Linked DNA regions of Siniperca chuatsi: region 1 is linked to region 2. Evidence: chromatin contacts called from public Hi-C data. All regions are on one chromosome and are shown on one strand. The core of a region is the stretch at or near the end of the contact, and the rest is flanking DNA. Distances in the headings are between cores, read along the strand shown. Region 1 overlaps LOC122879449. Region 2 holds the start of fzd4 (frizzled-4).

Evidence for each region. Hi-C and Micro-C count contacts between places; a contact is called where the count stands out from the background.
Region 1: a Hi-C map of an unstated tissue shows a contact between it and region 2, with 5 times the contacts expected there. The contact joins the enhancer-like site here to the promoter of fzd4 in region 2. A contact is called at or near these places in 3 of 3 Hi-C or Micro-C datasets (liver, skeletal muscle and an unstated tissue).

The regions. Positions count from the first base shown.
Region 1 is chrLG7:14,273,088-14,277,141 of ASM2008510v1, reverse strand. LOC122879449 reads left to right here. Exons shown (of 9, transcript XM_044203549.1): 7 at 306-428; 8 at 571-615; 9 at 922-2,182. The coding sequence ends at 929. Among protein-coding and RNA genes, the nearest start is that of LOC122879449, 11 kb to the left of the region's middle. Within about 2 kb of position 1,426, the one cell type or tissue checked has an H3K27ac peak away from gene starts, as active enhancers do. A contact at or near this core is called in liver, where this site is marked.
Region 2 is chrLG7:14,208,648-14,212,869 of ASM2008510v1, reverse strand. It overlaps fzd4 (frizzled-4), which reads left to right and starts at 1,336. Exons shown (of 6, transcript XM_044203543.1): 1 at 1,336-2,063. The coding sequence starts at 1,800.

The DNA of each region.
Region 1 (4,054 bases), core at 177-2,676, 64 kb before region 2:
TGTATGTGATAATTAACTATAAAAAAAAACTATTCCAGACTCAGTTCACTCAAGTTCCAAAAAACTTAACTCAAATGCAAATTATTTCAGTTTGGTCCAAGTTTTGATCCTTTAATGAGATTTCTGCTTCACTATGAACAGTTTTCATTGGAACTATAAGACTTGACACGACCATTAACACAATAAAATAATGTTGCTGTTGATTTGTTGACAATAAGAAAAATGTAAAATGTTGCCAGCCTTTAAAGTCAACTGTCCCATTTCATATGTTTTTGACTCTGATAAACATTTGCTCTCATCTGAAGGTACACCTCAGAAGAAGGACCCTAACAATCATTTTGTGATAATAGCAGCAGCCACCTGTTCAATACTGGTGTTTTTCAGTATTGTGGTGTGGCTGTGGAGGAAATGCAAGACAGGACAGAAAGGTAAAGATAAAGATTAGGTTTGTCACAATATTGGTGTTCTACACACATTTGCATATCTGTTTGTAAGAACACAAAGATGCCAGTATGAATGACTCTAATGTAATGGACAAAAACTCACAGCAGTTTCTCTGTTGGTTTCCAGGGGGAGAAGCAACAGATGTGAGGCAAGAGTGTGGAGTAAATGGATGTAAGGAGTAAGTGGACGTTTACATGACACAATTGACCACATTTAAAATGTCACAATACTTTGATTTAATTCATAAGTAATGTAAAATGTAAGCGGATAAAGAGTTCCATGAGCCACAGCTGTAATGACAAAATGCTGCTACTGTACTCACAATTATGGACACAAGTCCCAGTTGCCTCAAAATGTAGTTTGTAACTTGTAATGTACATCAAATACATGGCTCACATTTTTATTACTACATCTTGTAACCACTGACCTTATCCCTCCCTTTCCCCTTCTTTCCTTTCTATTTTTCATTTTCTCCAGGGAGGTAATATCCCTCAATGAAAATAAAGGAGGCAAAGAGGCATCTTGAGTGCTAAACTGGTGAAGAAGATTATCCGATTTCTACTCCCTGAACATCTTATGTGTTCTAGAATCTAGAACTAAAACTGTATGTCACTCAAGTGTATGTTACATTTGTGACTCACTGGCTACCTACACACCAGGATTGGCCATTGACCTTAAGGGTCAGAGACTGACAAGGGACCGCATGCTGTCAACATTTCACTGACACTTGTGACTTCTTCAAAGTGTTTGAGGAAGTATTCATTATGAGTATCCTTTTACTGTTAAAGTACAGTGCGTCATTTGACTGACAGTAGCTTACTTTTCAAAAAAAGGACTTTACCACTGATTTGTGGTGAGAGTGTTGTTGCATACTGGGAAAAAGTCTGAGGGCGCCACTTCCCAGCACTGTGAGCAGTGACAACTATTTAAACCTGGATTAAGTAAATATTTGACTGACCTCTATGGGGAGAAGTGGGATCTGTTACACTTGCTACAAATGTCTTTTGGACTGCATAATTTTTAAATACAGTATATTGTTGCACTTTAAATTTACCCTGTGTGTACAGTTTTCTTAAATATAGCCCAGTTGTTGCCTTTACTGTTTTTGCTGGCTTTTTTAAATTTTATTTAAGACACATAAGAGAAGAGTCAATATTAGTTAGTGATCGAAAGGCACTGTAGTTCCCTAATTTGTGTCCAGGGCTTTACTCTTTATTTAGTTTTGTCAGAAATTATTATCAGTAGCAGAAGCTGTGAAAAATATGGATGTCAGAATAATGTTTGCACATGAAATTGTGCAGTAGATTCCAGTATTCCAAGTGAAACAGGTTTTTCTTTTTTACATAAATTGCTGTTACCCTCACGATTAATAGTTTGGTCCTCTTCACAACATTTTGTCTCTCAGGTGACTCTTCTCATATGAAATGATCTTTTTGTATGCTGTTTTGCCACATATTTATTTCATTTTATGTTTTTCAATCTCAATATATACAACTGTTTATTGTTTACCCTGTTTACATTATTTTGGGTATGGAGACCACTATTATTCCTCCTTCCTTGGAATTACCAAACGATCTCAAAATGCTGCTTTCATTTCCTAAATCTGTACAAAACAACCTTCTTGCTGTTGTAACTTGTCTTGTTTGTTTGTGATTTGACATCACAGTCTTGCCTGTATCTCATTTTTCTTTGTTACTGAAACGTACAATCAATTAAACTTGAGTAATTTAATTTTTATTGTGTTGTGGGAAGGATTACACTCACTTTTCACTCATTTCACTATATGATCAGAATATCCTATTTGAACTACTGCAATAGATTGTATTTACACAATTTACACTGTTTTAAGAGGCTTGACTGGGGGCTTTTAGTACTATATTTATTACCTTTAAATAGATCTTTACCCCAATAATTTGTCTTTTCAGTTGTAATGCACTTTTATTGCCACTAGATGTAGTACTAGTACCACAGAGACAAGACGAGTCTTCTACTGGCATGGCTGATGGTTGGTGTTGTGTGTGCTATAACATCAGAATATTATTGTGAAGTGCCACAACCATGAGCCTGATCACATTTGTCACATAATGAAACAATGTGAACACAATCCTTTTAAACCGGGATACATAATGTCTCCCTGACCACAATATGTGATGAATCCCATGGAGATGGAAGACATGGAGGATGATGAGGATAGCCCTGGTTTATTGAATGAAAAGAGAAGAGAAATAAGAGGAGGAAAGAGGAGAGGATTGTAGACTAGATGTGAGATGACATCAAAGGAGGGGGGAGGAGAACATTTGCTAACATGAACCTAGTGAGTCTATGAGAGAGGTTACCATCTAACATAGAATATTGTTAACATTATAGCTATACACATCACATCAGTCATTCTGTCTACATCTCTGTCTCAAACTATTTCCACCTCTTCTTCTTCTATTTCTCTTGCTCCCATTCTTGTTCTCTTTCTTCACACATTTCATTCTTTCAAAGCACACCTCCAATTCTCTTCCTCACTTGCTTTCTCTCTGTCTCATGAGTCACTGTGACAGGCTGTCGGTCCACCTCTCTGCCCTGTGTTTACATTGGGCAGCAGAGCAGCACCAGGCTGGTTGCACTTCAGGAATGTAACCCCCAAGATCCCTGCCCTCCTCCTCCTCTTTTCCCTTCTCCCCACCTCTTTTCTTTCCCTCCTTCATTCTTTTATTCCCTCATTGAACAAATTCACTCCTTCTCCCCTTCTCCTTCTGTTCCTTCTGCCGTCATTTCCCTTCCGTTCCTCTCCTCCCTCTAATTATCCTCCCCTCTGCCCCATCAGCCCCCATCTTTGTGAGCTCCCTTCCTCTCCTTCTGCCACCTTTCTCTCCTCTTTTCTTACCCACCCATTCTCCTTTCTCTCCTCCGAACCTCCACTCCCCTTCTCCCTCGCCTTTTTCTATCTCCTCTTTAAAATTCAAAGAGCATTGTCCAAGCTCACTCACACCCCCCATTCCCCTGTCATCATCCCCTCACCTCCCACTTCTCCCCATCTCTCTGTCCTCCCTCCCTCATTCCTCTGCTGTCTAACCCAAACAAACCAAGGAGGACTTTCCTCTGTGGTGGCTGCAGGAGAAACACCACATGTCAGACTTGGTTTAAACATAAACATTAGGTCAATTTGAGGTACTGGCAAAGGATATGAGGCGCTTAAGTTCAACATGAGATAGAACTACTATTAGGAAATCTTAATGCTAAAACTTACCATTGGATATACACAAATCAGAGCAGACAACAGTATATTTTGGCGTATATTAGTACAAGTATATTCTTTGGAATGGGGCAACTGTATCAAAGAAAGACTAAAATTAATGGACTCCATAGAAAAACAATAAAAAAGCCATTGTTCGATTGGTTTGTTCAAGTTAAAAACCTACAAAGCTCAAAATTTGTTTGGGCCACAGGAAATCCAAATTTTCTTTTTTCATCGAGCCTTTGAAATAAAAAGCTTTTTATGACTTTATACTACAAGAAGTGCCTTGAATTTTATTTGTATTCTTTGATGAATACCACTGAAGGTGTAAACTAACTTTATATATATAAATAAAATCCATTGTGAGTTTAAAAATAAACATTT
Region 2 (4,222 bases), core at 87-2,586:
TGCCAGGTACAGAAATGCTAAGGAATTCTATGGAAAGGATTAGTACAGATGCACAAAATAGTTTGTTGGGTTAATTCCATTAGAATAGTTATACAGACAATTTAGGAGGTATGTAACTTTGAATAGGATTGTTCTTGTCTGCCACCAAATCCTTCTGTGTTGGCTCCTTGTGTTTCTCTGTTTTGTGTCTTTGGGCAGAAGAAGAAAGATAGGCTTGAGATGAAAAAGGCACATATTTGGGGTCCAGCCGCACTTCCTCATTGTGTTTGTGTGGCTCATGCATGGAATATCAAATGATCCCGCCCCCAAATTCAGTTGTTTCAAAGGCTCGAAACTTAAGCAAATAATGCTGACATGCAGTTGGACTCTGGACATGTAGAAATCATTTGATTTCAGAATCCTCACTCACTGTCTCGTACGTAGATACAGGTAGTCACTGTACGTAGATTGAGTTGAATATAGTAACTAAAATAAAATAAAACATCACTCTTACGGCAAAGAGGCATTAGAATATGGGTTCAGGAATTTGTAATACATCTGGCAGACCCATAAAGTGTCAGAATTGTGCAATTCACTTGGAAGAAAACACAAATCAAGCATTCCTTAGGCTCTCCCCCTCCTGAAATATTTGCAACAAATCCAAGCACCTTCTCACTCAAGTCCACTTTTACAAGACAGAAAAGCCAAAACAACACTCTTCACTGCTAGTTTCATGCTGTAAAAGAAAAGTCTTCTCCCAGGGTGCCACGAGCAAACAAAACCTGTCCAGTATGTGCATTCATTGCAATGCAAAACAGATTTCCAATGCTTCAGCATCACTTAAGGCCCTACTTTCAATTACAATGTCATGAGCACTTAGAGCTGACGGGCCTTTACAGAAGGAGAGTGGAACCTGTGGTGAAGTTCCAGACGGGCTTAAAAGACCATTAGGGACTTATAAATATAAAATAAAACACACGCACACACACACACACACAGAAAAAGCCACTTTTCGGATGCCTATTTTCTAAAAATACAGCCAATAAAAACATATGTAAGCCACATCAGCCAGTATAAATACAGGTTCTGGATATTGTCAGAATTAAATGGGGAATGCTCGCTGATTTTCTTTGCAGGGGGAGAAGAGGGAACACAGTGAGGAAAGAACAGAAAAGGATGAAAGAGGGAATGAAACAAGGACACAGGAAAAGAGAAAATGCTGAAGGAAAGGAGATGAGAGAGAAGGAGAGGGGATAGGGGGAGAGGAAGCAGCTCGCTCTTCTATTTTGCCTCTTGGATCCCGCCCTCTCGGTCAGGGGTTGGTCAGGGGAAACCCAACTCCCGCGCATGGATTGGTGGGCTCTCCTCTGAACTGGCAAAACAGTCTCTCCTCACAGACACAATAAAGTTTAGAGCTGGACGCTCGCAGGCAGTACGCGCAAAACCGGACGGCTGTATCTCGTCGCTGCGCTGCGCTTCTCCACACGGAGTTCTTAACGGGAAACAACGCAAGAAGGACTGTGGGATTTATCCAAATGTAGGTTGTTTTTTTAAACTGCAGATGCACGCACTGTTCTAACTGAAAACACGCGCTTTTGATTACGCACCTCTCTCGTAATGATTCACTGCGGCTTTCTGGATGTTTTAATCTACTGAATGGCTCCGAGTTGGATATTATAGCCTCCGAAACGCATGGACTACACGCGCTCCACTCCGGCTGGACTATAAACTCGCGCTGCGGTTTCCAGGGCGACCAAACCTAACTTGGTGTTTGAGGAGAAATCAGCTGTGCCAACATTTACAGAGAGGGCAGAGTGACCATGCCCGGGATGATGTTGTCGCTCGGCGGAGCAGCCTTGCTCGTCTTGTGCGGGCTGGTCGGTCCGCTCTGCGTGGTGCACGCTTTCGGCGACGAAGTGGAGGAAATGACCTGCGACCCGATCCGGATCAGCATGTGCCAGGGCCTCGGTTACAACGTCACCAAGATGCCCAATCTGGTCGGCAACGTGCTGCAGTCGGACGCCGAGCTGCAGCTGACCACGTTCACACCGCTCATACAGTACGGCTGCTCCAGCCAACTCAAGGTAACTGGACTGATGTCAGACACACTGAATACATACTGATATTAGAATAGACAGTGTGTTATTAAAAGCAGACACTGAAGCTGTAACATGCACACATTTAGGAACACTGATCCTGGACTCAAAAAGGCATAGCGATACAGTCTAAATTTACGTGTGTGTGTGCAGAGAGAGAGGGGAACAGAGTGTGGTTGCGGAGCACATGACAGAGAGCTTCTAGCAGTAGTTGACTATTCAGTGAACTGTTCAGACTGATGGTGCCAGTGATAACGAGGAGCATAATATAGGCAGACCCCCATAGAGTTAAAATAAGTGGAGGGGTCCCTGCCTTCCTTCCTGCCATGCAGGCTGTCATGCTAATTTCAATGAAAATGCCCCCTCTGTTGACATTCTGAGTTCATGCCCCACACAGCAACAGCTGAGTCTTCAGTGCTATATACTGTACCGTCTTCTCATTAACAATGGTGCCCTCAGTGTCCCCAAGACAAATACTGCTTGTTTGCCTCATGCACCATGTAAGAAAAAAATAGATTGGCCCCCTCCCTCATCTCTAAGATTTTACTTAAGATTATAATTGGAAAGACTGGTGACACAACAGAGGTCACATTTTTGGAAATGCCAACAAAGTGGAGCTTATGAATGGAGTTTACTTTTTCTGAAATTACGTGTATTCTGGCTAATCGTTTTATTTAGAGATTACTTTTCTCACAATTGGTCATACCTGGACATGTGCACTGCTAAAGAACAAACAGTTTCCCAGGTGCTCTTTTGTGTCATTATTTTAAGGAAGTTGGAGTCTGGAGATGTGTGTGATTTTTATCACTGTGTGTGTTTTAGTGCTTTAGTGCTTTGTGTGTGTACAGGTGTTTTTGACAAGCTAAATGAATACAGTGCTTAAGAGACATTTGTGTGCGTGTGTGTGTGTGTGTGTGTTAGACAGTCAAACAGAAGAAGGAGCAACTGCAGTGTAAAACCAAACTGTCCTCCTCCAGCTGAAAATTGTCCCAAAAGATTAGCTGGCGTGTGTGTTAGACAGTCAAACAGAAGAAGGAGCAACTGCAGTGTAAAACCAAACTGTCCTCCTCCAGCTGAAAATTGTCCCAAAAGATTAGCTGACAACCCCCCTCCCCTCGCTCGCTCTCTCACTCATATACACAGACACACACACACACACACACACACACACACACTCTAAAGAGGGTGGAAAGGGAAACGTATCCCCTAACATTTGCTCTAATGGGAGGCTTCCTGACTAGTAACCGGAGCAGCTTTTAGCAGTGAAGTGACAGCACTCAGGTTACCAACGGTCGGGGAAAACACCCCGAATGTGTTACTGGTAAAGCACGCATAATTCACCTTGAGAAATATCAGAAATTGTATTGCATCTAATTTCATATCTAATGCTTTTATTATAAACTTTGTGTGAATTGAATCAATCAGACAAACAAAACCTCCACACACACTGTTAATTTAACTTTTTTTAAATTGAATTTAAATCCAACAGCAAATTACTCAGGACAACTCCAATACTTGTGGTTCAGTTTGGGAATAAAAGATTCTTTATTTGTGGTGAGAAACTTAATACTGTCTCCAGATCAGCCAGCATTTGCAGAGATAAAGCTGCGCTACAACCCAGATACTGATCAGAGAACAGTGTAACAAATTGGGTTCCCTCTTACTCAGATAACTCCCATACTTCCTCACAGAAGTAGAAACATTATTAGCCTGTAGGTATGTAACAGAAAAGTAGCTCACTGACTATATCTGTAATTCTTGTGCGATTTATTTAATGGTTGTAAATTTTATAGCCCACGATTAACGTGGTGCCCAGATGCACAATTTTCATGTTTACATAGCAAATCAATTCTCACAGAAAGTAAGAGTTGTATAATGTTTCTGTGTGTATTTATTTCTCAACCTTGACACCCTTCTTGGATTCATGTTTCATTTGGGCTCCGTTCAAGGGCTGATTTCAAGCTGGGTTTTCCTCTATCATTGGATCAAGGCTGCAAGGCCCAAAACATTTATTTCTTATTGTGGCCCATTAAATATTTTGAAATGAAAAATGGCAGCAAACCCTCCACCCCACCACGCTTTAGTATTTAAAGTCTGCCCTGTCCAAGCTCCCGGAGGGTATGTTTGTTTCCTTTACCCGAAGGTAG